Linked DNA regions of Mus musculus: region 1 is linked to region 2. Evidence: chromatin contacts called from public promoter capture Hi-C data. All regions are on one chromosome and are shown on one strand. Each heading gives the region's core, a stretch centred on a gene start, on an enhancer-like site or on the middle of the called end of the contact. The rest is flanking DNA. Distances are from core to core; before and after follow the strand shown. Region 1 overlaps Xpot (exportin, tRNA (nuclear export receptor for tRNAs)). Region 2 overlaps Gm35696 (a long non-coding RNA gene).

Region 1 (6,763 bases), core at 4,087-6,586, 88 kb before region 2:
CAGGCAGTCGTTTTCTTTGTCTCGTTCTTAGATTACAGATGTACCAAGTGCCTTGAATTTGCCAACAGTGAAATTTAACCCCTCTCGCCCCATAGATTGTATTTAGAGCATTCCTTAGTTCCCTAAAACTAAGCCACTGTATTCTCCAGTAAAGTACACAAGTTTACTGTCACATAGCTCCTGTGAAGTGCCATCCATAATTAATGCTTCTGAACTGGCAAGAAGCAATGGCTTGTGGCGTGGGTGTCAGCGCCTCCTCGTTGGGAGTCTGAGCCAGTCATAGTCCCTGAGCCCATGACCCTTCCCTTCCTGCATCTCAGCATCTCCTTTGCCACCTTCTAAAATTGGTTGGTTGCTGAGTAGCACTAGTAGTTGAATATATTATATCATCTCTACCAAGGACTCTTTATAACGGAGGTAGTACACCCTTAGGCCAGCCTTAGGCATGGTACGCAGGAGGCCCAGGGTTTGATCTATATCACTTGAGTCTAAATATGAGTAGTACAGAGTGTGAGAGGTTTTTTTTTTTTTGGGGGGGGGGGGTTGGTTTTGGTTTTTGGTTTGTTTTTTTTTTTTTTTTTTTTTTTTTTTTTTGAGACAGGGTTTTTCTGAATAGCCCTGGCTGTCCTGGAACTCACTCTGTAGACCAGGCTGGCCTCAAACTCAGAAATCCGCCTGCTTCTGCCTCCCGAGTGCTGGGATTAAAGGCGTGTGCCACCATGCCCGGCTGAGTGTGATTGTTTTAATTGGCTATTTCTAGCAAGCGTTTGGGAAACTGGGATGGGGGGTGCCCAAGCTTGCAGCCATCCTGAGTCATATATCAAGAACCTGACTTATAAAGGAAGAAACAAAAGTGGAACTGGAGACAGCTTTAAATGTATAATAGTTTGATGATAGTAACTAAAATACTCATAAATTTAAAGGACAATGCACGTTTAAGTCACTGCCATTTCTAAACAGCCTAAGTACCATGTTTGTGTAATATTTAGAAATAATTTCACATGCTTAAAACTTGCAAGCAGTGCTTATTTATAGGTTTGTATTTAATGAACTAAGTCTGGCACCGAGGAGTAGAACGGAAAAAGGAAGCCCCGAGAATCACAGGATGTAATTGTAGAGCAGATAGGAAGCCGCGGTACGGGAGTGTGAGCAGGCCTGGAAGTTTCCTGCAGAGGAAGTCACGGTGCCGCCGTGCTTGGACATCAAGTGCTGCTTTGAAACCTTCCCTGTCTCTGCTGCTTTGTGTCTAGGAGGCTCGAAGGAACACACTGATAAAAGACACCATGCGGGAGCAGTGCATTCCAAATCTGGTGGAATCGTGGTACCAGATTTTACACAACTACCAGTATACGAATTCAGAAGTGCTGTGCCAGTGCCTTGAAGTAGTTGGGGCCTACGTCTCCTGGATAGACTTATCCCTTATAGCCAATGATAGGTGCGTATGCCTGTGACTCTTAGACTGCTGACCTGCAGAGTCGGTTTCTAAAACTCGGGAACTGAAGGTGTTTACCCTTCTCTTCCCGCCACCAGGTTTATAAATATGCTGCTAGGTCACATGTCCGTAGAGGTTCTACGGGAAGAAGCATGTGACTGCTTGTTCGAGATTGTAAATAAAGGGATGGACCCTGTGGATAAGATGAAACTCGTAGAGTCCCTGTGTCAAGTATTACAGACTGCTGGGTTTTTCAGCATTGACCAGGTCAGTGGATGTCTTAAACCTAAGCTTTGAAAACTGTTAGAGTAGCTTTCCCCCTCAACCCCCGAGTTTTGGGGACTGTCCTTGGACTGACGGTGACCACAGCTAGGATCAGCGGCATGTTCCTTGCACACTTGGTCACACCCACCCAGGATGGTGCGTGCATTTTGCAAGTTTGCAGCGCTGAAGAAAAGGCTTCCTCGGACGTCTCTGAGCTTTTAATGTAATTTGTGTAGCGCACATCTGTGCGCATGCGTGTGTGCAAGTGCCTTTGGAGAGGTGAGATGACGGCTTCCTAGAGTCAACTCTCTCCTTCACTGCCTGGGCCCCGGCTTGGCGTGGCCTTGCTTGATCCTGAGACAGCTTTTTACTGGTGACAATGACAGTAACGCGGCATTAGGAGGATCCTTCTTCATGGACCCAGGATAGCTTTATTATTACCTTCTCCCGTCTTCCTTAGAATCTGAGGTTGCTTAAGAAAATAATCTCAAAGATAGAGCCCCTGTCTCTATGGGAGGACGGTTGAAGGGTAATTAAATAACCCAGGCCTTCCTGTACCACTGGCAGAGACTTGGAAGCCCGCCACCATGTAGTAACTTTGTGTCTTTGTAGGAAAGTTAAGGCCTGAGTGAAACAGTCTCAGAAAGGAAGGACTGTTGTAAGTGTTACACACAGTGCAGCAGCATTGATGTCATAGACTGTGCTCAGTAATGGGCACTTAGGGAAGAAGGGTCAAAGATTTCTTTCATTTACGCCTACCCACCCACCCCTGTTATTTATTTATTTATTTTAACAAGATTGGTAATATCCACAGGACTATCTTCATTAAAATACAGTTACTATGGGCTAAGAGCACTGACTGCTCTTTTAGAGGTCCTGAGTTCAATTCCTAGCAACCATATGGTGGCTCACAACCATCTGTAATGGGATTTGATGGCTTCTTCTGGTGTGTCTGAAGACAGCTACAGTGTACTCACACATAAAATACAGTTGCTAATGGAGAAATGACTGGGTGGTTAAGAACACTGGGCATCTGTCTTCCAGAGTCTGTAACTGCAGTTCCTGGGGACCCTGTGCCCTCTTCCGGCTTCTCTAAGCACCAGGCATACATGTTGCATGGATGTACATGCAGGCAAACATTTAAGTTGCTTTTAAAGTACTATTGGATAATGATGGTTGCAGAAAAATTCAAATTCTGATAATGTTTCTATCACATTGACAAAATTGGTAGTTGTCTTAATGTTGAGTTCTGGGGTGCAGGGGAGTGCTCAGCAGGTAAAAGCACTTCCGTTGAGATGCTGTGGCCTGAGTGCCGTCCCTGAGAGCCGTGGTAGAGGGAGGAGCTGGCTGTTGACTGTGGCACATTCGCCCACCCACACAAACCCCTGTGCGTCAATCACGGATTGCATCATTTGTCTTTTTACATTGAGCCCTGTAATTGGCTAAGGGTCAGAGGTTTTCCTCCTGCCCAAGGCAGACGGATGTAATCCAGGGCTTTGCTTCTTGCTTCTAGGAAGAAGATTTGGACTTCGTGGCCAGATTTTCTAAGCTGGTAAATGGAATGGGACAGTCGTTAATAGTTAGCTGGACTAAATTAATTAAGAATGGGGCTGTCAAGAATGCGCAGGAGGCACTGGAAGCTATTGAGACAAAAGTGCCACTTATGTTACAGCTGCTAGTTCACGAGGACGATGACATTTCCTCCAACATCATTGGGTTTTGTTATGATTATCTCCATATCCTGAAACAGGTAAGCCAGTGCTGTCTCTTGGATATAGAAAGAACTGATAAAAAGTGAAAATACTAAAAAAGACAAGACACACATATAGATGATAGTTATATAGATGGGTAGATAGATACACACACACACACACACATATATATATAGATATAGATGTATATCTATATATATCATATTAATTATTTACTGCATTTTGTATTTTTTTAGTTGTTACTTTAAAAATTAAATTTAGACAAACAGTGATTAAGTTGCAGACTTTGGGCTGGACATGTGAGCCATGCCTGGGAACGCAGCACTTGGGATGGGTGGGCGCTGGGCTCAGGGTTGTGGACGGCTCTGCTGCGAGTTCAAGACCAGCTTGAGCAGCATGACACACACACCTAAGTCATAAACACAGCCTGGGCTTGTTTTCTTTGTTTCTGTTGTTTTAAAACTGAATTTGTCCCCGCACATAGTGGAAATGTGTTAAATTCCTCCCTTTGACAGTGGTTTCCCAGTAACAGCATGAAATGTTGTGGTTTCCATACGGTGCTGTGCAGTGTTGTAAAGATTCATTAACTCCATCCTGACACAGGATGAGAGGCCATTCCTACTCTGCTACAGTTTTGTTCCTACATACTAATTATACTTAGTGTTTCCGAATGACTTCTATACATGTATATAATACATTTCAATCCCACCTCTCCCCCATTACCCATTCTTGTCCCCTCTTGTCCTACCGGTACCTTTGTCTCCTTCTGAGTCCTGCTTTGATGTCCTTTGGGGTTTAATGAATTTCATTACAGTTGTTCATAGGAGTGTAGGCGAGGGGTTGTATACAGAGCATGAGCCCCCTCCCAGAGGCTGCATCACTGAAGAAAATCTCTCCCTGTTCCTTAGCAGCTATAACAGCTCCTCAAGGAAGGGGTGGGGCCTCATGGACCCCCTTCCCCTTCCCCTTCCTCCTGCAATCCTCGTCAGAGTGCTGGTGGCCCATTCCTGATAAGTTAACCACAGGGGCTGACTCTGTGGGTGCAGGGGCCTCCATGCTCAGAGGTCAGCATTCCACACCATCACCCCTCTGTGGGCTGATGAGTTAGGTTTTGTTTGCAGTGCTGGGAACTGAATTCAGAGCCTGGACCATGCTCAGCACGCCCTGCCGCTGAGCTTCCTCTCCACCCAGCCCTTAATTCTTAGCAATAGAACCGCTTACATGCAGAGTTAAGGGAATAGCAGTGGAGAAACTGATCTTCCCGCAGTGATTTATCTTAGCTTTCCTTTGCACTGTTTGTAAAAAGCTGAGCGTGATTGTGCATGCCTTTAATCTCAGCTGTCGGTGTGACAGGTAGATCTCTGAGTTCAAGGACAGTCTGGGCAATAGCATGAGTTTCAGGTACCGTGACTAAATAGTGAGTCTCAAAACAGCAAAAGCGTCCTTCAATGCATACAGCATAATTCTTTCTAAATATATGATAAAAGACTCAATCTAATTATCTTTTGCCTATATATTAAGATATTTATTAGACAAAATTATTACATCTAAATGGGAATCTGTTAACTATAGATTTGCTGTCAGACTACTCAGCAGAAATGTGTGTATTTTATTTTCATATTAGACCCGGGGACCTGTGAATGCTGGAAAATGTTCTGACCCCTAATTGTGCCAGAAGCTCCATTGTGTATGTCTTAGAAGAATTGATTAGAAAATACTTTGATAAGCAAATATAGCATCAGAAAACCAAGTAAATGTTGTTTACTTTTTATTTTAAGCTTCCTGTGCTCTCGGATCAGCAAAAAGCTAATGTAGAGGTAAGTGGCTTCTTTCAAACCAGTGTAGATCTGTTTTCCCAAGTCAGTCGGGGTTCCTCACCTCTCAGTGGGTGAGGGATTGCTCCATGGAGGCAGCTGCTTCACTGAAAAGCCACAGTCTCGGAGTTCTCTGCACCACGTGTTAGAGTCCATTCCCTGCAGTCCTTCCTGGGTGAAGGGCCCTGGGGGGGCGGGGCTTAGTGAGGCTGGTGAGCTTTAGGGACTTCTGGTGAGTTGTTTGTTTCCTGAGTCTTAAGTAGTCTCCCTTCAAGGCAGACTCCACCCCATGTCTCGCTTCCACCTCTGCTCCCATGAGATTCCCTGAGCCCTTGCAGTGGGTGAGGCAAGACCATCTAAAGCTGATGGTCTTGCCTTGGAGACTTCCAGATTAAAAAGAACAACCAGCCTGGTCTACAGAGTGAGTTCAGGACAGCCAGGGCTACACAGAGAAACCCTGTCTCGAAAAACAACAAAAAAAGAACTAACATGCTATTTTATTACTGATTTTAGGCAATCATGTTGGCCGTTATGAAAAAATTGACTTATGATGAAGAATATAACTTTGAAAATGAGGTAAGGAGTTGTGCACCAAAGAAAAAAGTTTTAATTTTATTGTTTGTTTGCAGCAAATTAGTAATTTATATTTTAGTTTTAGAGCCCTTTAAACCAAACCAAAAAAAAAAAAAAATTTAGTGTGTTTTAATCAACCTTGTTTATACTGGTGGAGTTATTTGTATCACTGCTAGTTTGGGGTGACACTTACAGAGACCTCTGAATCCTTCGTTGTCTAAGGGGTTGGGGGGCATCTGGCAAAGTGCTTGCTGTGTAAGCATTAAGATCAGGGCTTAATGACTGGAAGGCTGGACTTGGTGATGTGAGCTTGTTGTCCCAGAGCGAGGAAGGCAAGTGGGGGGGTGGATCCCTGGAGTACATTGCCTGGCCTAGACACCGAGTCCCAGGCCTTCATGAGAGAACATGACACACACCACACACGCACGCGCGCATGCCTGAAATCCCAGCAGTTGGCAGCCTTAGAAAAAAAATACTGTCATAAATGTGAAGCCAGCCTGGGCTACGTACTGGGCTGCGTAGTGAGAGTCTTTCTCAAAACAAAAAAACAAGAATCCTATTTTTTAAAAAAATGGTGTGTGTTTGGGGTGCAGGTCAGTGGTAGAGCGTTTGCTTATTACACGCAGGTCCTGGATTATGTCTATGGCAGGAAAGGAAAGAAAAGCGGTACCCGATGATCTTCTCTCGGTTTACGTTTAATCAGAGTGCTGGATCAAGGCCCAGTCAACAGGCCTCAGGTCACCAGCCAGTAGGGAGGGTGAGAAGGGGCCTTCCCTGCCCGGACTTGTTCAGCTACAAGACTTGTCCAGGCTCGTGAGCATCAGCCTCCTGCTAATTTCAGGGGCTGTCCACTGCTTCCTGGAAACTCGGGCACATGTTGGTTAGCCGTGTGCTAAGATGCTGTATTAGAAATGGATGTCACAGAGTAATAGTGACAGTGAGCAACACAGCAGCCCCAGGCCTTCCTA
Region 2 (6,603 bases), core at 2,952-5,451:
TTATTGATATTTTTAAGTTAGCTTACAAAGTAGCAGTTCTCCATAGGCTTTTCCACGTATCTGTCGGTCCAGTTAACCTCCCTACACCCCCTCCACTTTGTTTCTTCCCCCTCCCACCCCTGCCTAAGCCTTTCACCCCAGTATTGCCCCCTTTCATAGCACATGTATTCTATTACTATTGTCTAGTTTTTTTTATATCATAGTTGGGGGGGGGGTTACCACAGCAAAGGTAGTTAGTGCAGACAGACAGAAGGAACAAGCCTAAATCCATCAAGTGATAAGCGAAGAATCAGATTTTGGTCATTCACTCATCCGCACAAACAGATGAGGTGCTGGTCAGGCTGTCACAGACAGACCTTGGAAATAGTCTACTGAGTCAAAGTTCTTAGAGGGAAAAAAAAAAGCCACTTGTATAAAATATCCAGGATAAGAAAATCCATAGAGACAGAAATTACATGAATGGTTGTTAGAGAAATGGGAATGGGCGGTGCCCACTGTATGGAGTATTTTTCTGGGAAGACAGACATGGTTAGGAGATAGCAGTGATGATCTAGCAATATTTTAACCGTACTAAAAACAACTGGGTTTTGCTCTTTAAACCATGAAGTTCATGCATTGTGAACTTTGTTGCATTTTTTTAAAAATTGTGAATCAACCATGATTGTGTACACCTGTGATTCTGTCACTAGGGAGGTGGAGGCAAGACAGTAAGGGGCTTGGGGCCAGAGCCTAGAGCATAACTCAGTCACTAAGAACACTGCTAAGCCGGGCAGTGGTGGCGCATGCCTTTAATCCCAGCACTTGGGAGGCAGAGGCAGGCGGATTTCTGAGTTCGAGGCCAGCCTGGTCTACAGAGTGAGTTCCAGGTTAGCCAGGGCTACACAGAGAAACCCTGTCTCGAAAAAACAAAAAAAACAAAAACCTCAGAACACTGCTTCTGGGCTGGAAAGATGGCTCAGAGGTTAAGAGCACTGACTGTTCTTCTAGAGGTCCTGAATTCAAATTCCAGCAACCACATGGTGGCTCACAACCACCCATAATGAGATCTGATGCACTCTTCTGGTGTGTCTAAAGACAGCTATAGTGTACTTATGTATAATAAGTAAATCTTTAAAGGAAAAAAAAAGAACCCTGGGCCCATGTTTGATTCTCAGCACCCACATGATGGCTCACAACCATCTGTAACTCCTGGTTCAGGGGATTTGATATCTTCTTTTGCCCCCATGAGCATGTCATATACAGACATACATGCAACATGTCATATACAGACATACATGCAACATGTCATATACAGACATACATGCAACATGTCATATACAGACATACATGCAACATGTCATATACAGACATACATGCAACATGTCATATACAGACATGCATGCAACATGTCATATACAGACATACATGCAACACCCACATAAAATAAAGTTAAGAAAATGGCTCAGTGGTTAAGAGCACTGGCTGCTCTTCCAGAGGTCCTGAGTTCAGTTCCCAGCAACCACATGGTGGTTCACAACCATCTGTAATGAGATCTGATGCCCTCTTCTGGTGTGTCTGTGTCTTGAAGACAGCAACAGTGTACTCATATATATAAAATAAATCTTTAAAAACAAACAAACAAACAAACAAACAAAACCAAAATAAAACAAAGAGCTTGAGGTGAAGTCAGGTAGGCTATGGGATGAGACTGTATCTCAAAAAACAATCAGCCAACATACCCAATACCCTGCTTTTATAAAAGATAATAAAGAGACAATAAAGCCCTGACTGCGTCTCAGCGAAATCCAGGATTGCCTAGAACTTTTAGCAGTTTAGCCTTTTCTTGTGAACTGACGGGGCTAATTTGTTCTCATTACTTTGGGTTATGTTGTTTGCGGGACTTAGATTTCCCTTTGCCTATGGGGTGGACAGAGAGCCCTGTTCATCTTCACAAAAGCCGTCTGCGTTTTCTGTTTCAGAAGGTAAATATATCTGCCACGCTCACTGCCGGGACCTGCTACATCTGGACTGTCCTCAGAATGGCAAGTGGCTGAGTTGCATGTCCTCTTATGAAGTAAGACACCCCAGCAAAAGGAACGGCCAGGTAGGAAGACATGTCACTTGCTCCTGCAGCATTCTGAGCTTCTGCCTGCCATTCACATGCTGGAAGAATGAACCTGTGGCTTGCCCAGGTAGCCTCAGCCAATCAGATCCGTGACAGCTCTTTATCATTATGTCTTTCCTTAGGGCGTATCACAATTTTATAAATAACATGGTAGGGTAGGCCAACGGATTTGTCAAAGAGCACAGGGCTTTAATCTGCCAGTCACTCGGATGCACAGGGGCAGGCTGTTGAAAGGCTTGTTTTCCATGCCCACAGAACATGAACTTGGAATTGTGATGGTTGTTTTTTCTGAGGTATTTATTACCTTTCCGGCATTGTCATAAACACATGAACAAGGTGACTTATAGAAGAAAAGGTTTGTTTTGGGGCTGATAATTCCTGCAGGTCAGAGTCTATCCTGGCGGGGAAGCATGGCAGCAGGCAGCAGGCAGCAGAAGTGGCGGCAGACACTTGATGCTGGGGCTTCCCGTCTTGAACTGTAAGCATGAAACACAGAGAGAGAAAACTTCAAGTGACATTAGAGTCTTAGGGACACACCTGTAATATAGGTGTGCTCTAAGTCCTCAGTTGACACTTTGAACCTCAAAGAAGTCCCAAACCCTATTTAGATATATTTTTCTATATGTGCATACCTACAAAAATTTCTTATTAATTAGACATAGTAAAAGATCAGCAATGATTACTAAAGAAACACTATGATAAACATTCTCTTTTTAAAGATTTATTTATTTAATTATTTTACATATGTGAGTACACTGTAGCCGTACAGATGGTTGTGAGCCTTCATGTGGTTGTTGGGGATTGAATTTTTAAGACCTCTGCTCTGGTCAACTCCCACTCACTCAGTCCCTGCTTGCTCCAGCCTAAAGATTTATTTATTATTATACATAAGTACACTCACTGTAGCTGACTTCAGACACACCAGAAGAGGGAGTCAGATATCATTACGGGTGGTTGTGAGTCACCATGTGGTTGCTGGGATTTGAACTCAGGACCTTCGGAAGAGCAGTCAGTGCTCTTACCTGCTGAGCCATCTCACCAGCCCAATAAACATTCTTTAAGCCAGGCATGGTGGGTTCACCCTTATGATATTAATCCTACCACTTGGGAGGCTGAGGCAGGAGGATTACCATGGTTTAAAAATACTGTGGGCTATACAGTGAGTTTCAGGACAGCCTGGATGACAGAGACACTGTCTCGAAAATATAGCAACAGTAATGATTTTTCAACTCAGGAATTACAGATTTCTGCAGTCTCTCACTTAATATCTTCAGATCAAGCTTGTCTTGGGGTGACTAGAACCATGAGAAATGGGACAGCTGAGAAGCGACATTAGCTAGTGGGGGTGATGGCCTGCTTAAGGGCCTCAGCTGGTTCCTGTCACCACTCCAGCACCTCTATCCTCTGTACCTGCTAAGATTCCAGAAGTGCCAGGATAGGGCAAAAATGACCACTCCTCTGCAAACGTTAACATCCCTCTCCTGACATGTAGGTTTCTTACTAAAAAGCTGCTAATTTTTTCCAAAGTCTGGGCACTAGATTGAAATGATCTCTCAGTATCTTGTCTGAAGTTTCTCAACACAGTTCAGCCGCCTTTCTGTGTAAGAGGCACTCTTTGGAATCAAGAGGCTCACTCTCCCTGCCCCACCCCCACCCCCACCCCCCAACTAACACCGAGCACGAAAGACCAGATACACAACACAGTTCGGCCCTTGTTCTTTGCTCGCCAAACTGACTCTTAATCAGAAAGGCCGAGGCTCTTTTGAAGAGTTTGTTCTACATGTGTGGCTCGCATGTGGAGGTCCCCACGCCACAGCTTAATTACACTTGGCAGGAGCTGAGGGAGCCCATGAGGAATCGGTAAGGGGCTTGAATAAGGGCCCTGCTGGCAGCCGGATGGCTTCCTTCTTGGTAATGGATGATAGATTGCTGTGGGTGGGAGTCCCTCCGAGATGTTCCAGCCTTAACAATAGCTTCAGAAGGCGCCCTCCTCTCCTGGAGACTAGAATGGATTTGGAGTAGCATCTGGATACCTTAATCGGATGACTCAGAGGCCCTCTGTGGAGCTCCAGAGACAAGCATGCCTGTTTGACTTGAGCACAGTGTAAAGTTTAATTAAACAAATGCTCCAGGAAGTGACTCAAAGGGTACCTGAACCCCACAGCTTGTATGACTCACCTTCCGTTCCTAATGGGCAGATACTATTTGTGCATATATAAAGGGCACAGAGTCAGCCTGGCTGGTAGGGTACACCTTTTGTCCCAGCACTCAGGAGGCAGAGACAGGCCATCTCTTTGATCTCTGTTGTGAGTTTGAAGCCAGCCTGGTTTATGCAGTGAGTTCCACGACAGCCAGGGCTTTGTCTGTCTCAACACCCCTCCTGCCACAAAGGCACAGAGTCAAAATTGGCTACATGCATATGATGTGGAGTGAGCAAGTCAGGAGAACTAGCATTTTTAGCTTCTTAAGTAGTATTTCTCTTGTTTTATGAAACTTCAAATTCCTCTCTTTTTGTTCTCTATAAGACTGTAACAAATAGTCACCAGCTGTAGACATTGTATCGATGTTTTTAAAGTAGAGGGCTAGAAAGTCAGTAAAGTTGATCAAGTACTTGTTCTATGCTCAAGAGAACCTGCGTTTTGGTCGCTCACATAAAAAGCCTGGTCTGACGATGGATTCGGGGAATCCACATTCAAGTTCCTATATGCACACCAGATGTCTTACCAACTAATCCGCCAAAATACTGTGTTAAAACTCTTTTCAACTGTAAGTCCTCCTTTAAAGTGTATTCAGGGCTGAGGGGACTTGAAGAGACGACTCGGTGATTGGGAGCCCTTGTTACTTTTGCAGAGGACTTGAGTTCAATTCCCAGTACCCACATGTTGACTCACAGACATCTATAACTCTAGTTCCAGAGATCCCACCCCCTCTTCTGACCTTCTCAGGTACCAGGCATGCATGCGGTGTCTATACACATATGTAGGCAAAACACCGATGCATATAAAATAAAGAAGTCTAAAGATAAAATTTCAAAATGAAATATATTTAGGAATGGGAAAGTAGCTCATCTAGAATAATTCACGAAGTCCCGGGTTTCACTTTAACGTCACATTAAATAAATAAATACATACATACATGCATGCATACATACATACATACATACATACATACATACATAGCTAGCCAGTGCTGTATACCTTAATCCCAAGACATAGGAAGCTGAGGCAAGAGGTTTGCCACAGTTACATGATGAGATCTCAGGCTAGCCTGAGCTACAGAGAAAGACTCTGTCTCCCAAAATGAAAGAGAAACTGTAAACTTGACCTGTGGTCCCAGCCATAGAGGTGGAGGCAGGGGTCAAGGTTCACAGCAGAGGAAGTGTGAGGTCAGCCTGGGCTTCAGGGACCGGGGAGATGGTTTAGTAGGTGCCTTTGCCCTGCAAGCAAAAAGACACAAGTTTGAGCCCAAAAGCCCATGTCAAAAAATCAGGGCATGGTGACACACACTTGTAACCCCAGAGCTGAGGAAGTGGAGACAGGCAGCTCCCCGGGGCTCAGTGGCCAGCCAGACTAACCTACTTAATGAATTCCAGGCTGGTGAGAGACCTGGACTCCGAAATAAATAAATAAATATTAATTTTCCTGAGGAACAATACCAGAGGTGGATTTTTGACTTACTGAACACACACACACACACACACACACACATACACACATACACACACACACCCCTACCTGCATACACACAGATACACTTAATAACAAAAAACTCTAACATATTTAGTTATTCCCTAAACTTAGATTTTTGTTTTGTTTAAAAAAAGATGTATTTATTTGTATTATGAGGGCTCTATTTGCATGTGTGCCTGCATGACAGAAGAGGACATTACCTCCCTTTATAGATGGTCTTAAGCCACCAGGTGGTGGCTGGTATTTGAACTCAGGACCTCTAGAAGAGCAGCCAGTGTTCCTAACAGCTAAGCAGTCTCTCCAGTCCTGAACTTAAATTTTAATAAAACCTGACATTCACTTTCTACATTTATAGCTGTGAAGATTAGGAAGCTCAAATCTGGCTGACTTTTGTACTGCACAAATTTTCTTATTATGAATGTAATAGACAATTATTACAGAGAATTTGGAACATGTAACAAAGTTTGAGGGGAAAAAAACGTTTAAACTTCCTGTCATCCCCCAAGTGGAGACACTTGCTCTGAATTCCTGAGTACCTTCAATTCCTGTCGTTTGTGACTGTGCACTGTTTACAGTTATTTCTTGGTAAAACTAGAATTGTACAGACAGAAAGGCATAGCTTCGTCTCCGCTCATCCCATTGTGAAAGCATGGCTTCCTTGTTCTAACACTGCATCTTAGACTTGATTGAACTCTTCCTGGTTTCATTGTTGTTTCTTTCTCTCTCTCTCTCTCTCTCTCTCTCTCTCTCTCTCTCTCTCTCTCTCTTTAAAAGATTTATTTATGTATTATATATAAGTACACTGTAGCT

The links. Capture Hi-C pulls out chosen DNA fragments and counts their contacts.
Region 1: a promoter capture Hi-C map of pancreatic islet shows a contact between it and region 2. The contact joins two enhancer-like sites. A contact is called at or near these places in 2 of 484 Hi-C or Micro-C datasets (the N1E-115 cell line and regulatory T cells), 3 of 115 datasets of contacts at active chromatin or transcription factors (embryonic stem cells, intestinal villus epithelium and pancreatic cancer cells) and 3 of 9 other capture datasets (adipose tissue, liver and pancreatic islet).

Annotation. Positions count from the first base shown.
Region 1 is chr10:121,608,159-121,614,921 of GRCm38.p6, reverse strand. Xpot (exportin, tRNA (nuclear export receptor for tRNAs)) reads left to right here. Exons shown (of 25, transcript NM_001081056.2): 7 at 1,251-1,435; 8 at 1,531-1,699; 9 at 3,210-3,446; 10 at 5,187-5,225; 11 at 5,736-5,798. Among named protein-coding and RNA genes, the nearest start is that of Gm35816, 12 kb to the right of the region's middle. Within about 2 kb of position 5,336, at least 13 of the 459 cell types and tissues checked have an H3K27ac peak or open chromatin away from gene starts, as enhancers often do. A contact at or near this core is called in pancreatic islet, where this site is marked.
Region 2 is chr10:121,518,774-121,525,376 of GRCm38.p6, reverse strand. Gm35696 (a long non-coding RNA gene) reads right to left here. Exons shown (of 3, transcript XR_872130.3): 2 at 2,409-2,580. Among named protein-coding and RNA genes, the nearest start is that of Gm35696, 12 kb to the right of the region's middle. Within about 2 kb of position 4,201, at least 93 of the 459 cell types and tissues checked have an H3K27ac peak or open chromatin away from gene starts, as enhancers often do. A contact at or near this core is called in pancreatic islet, where this site is marked.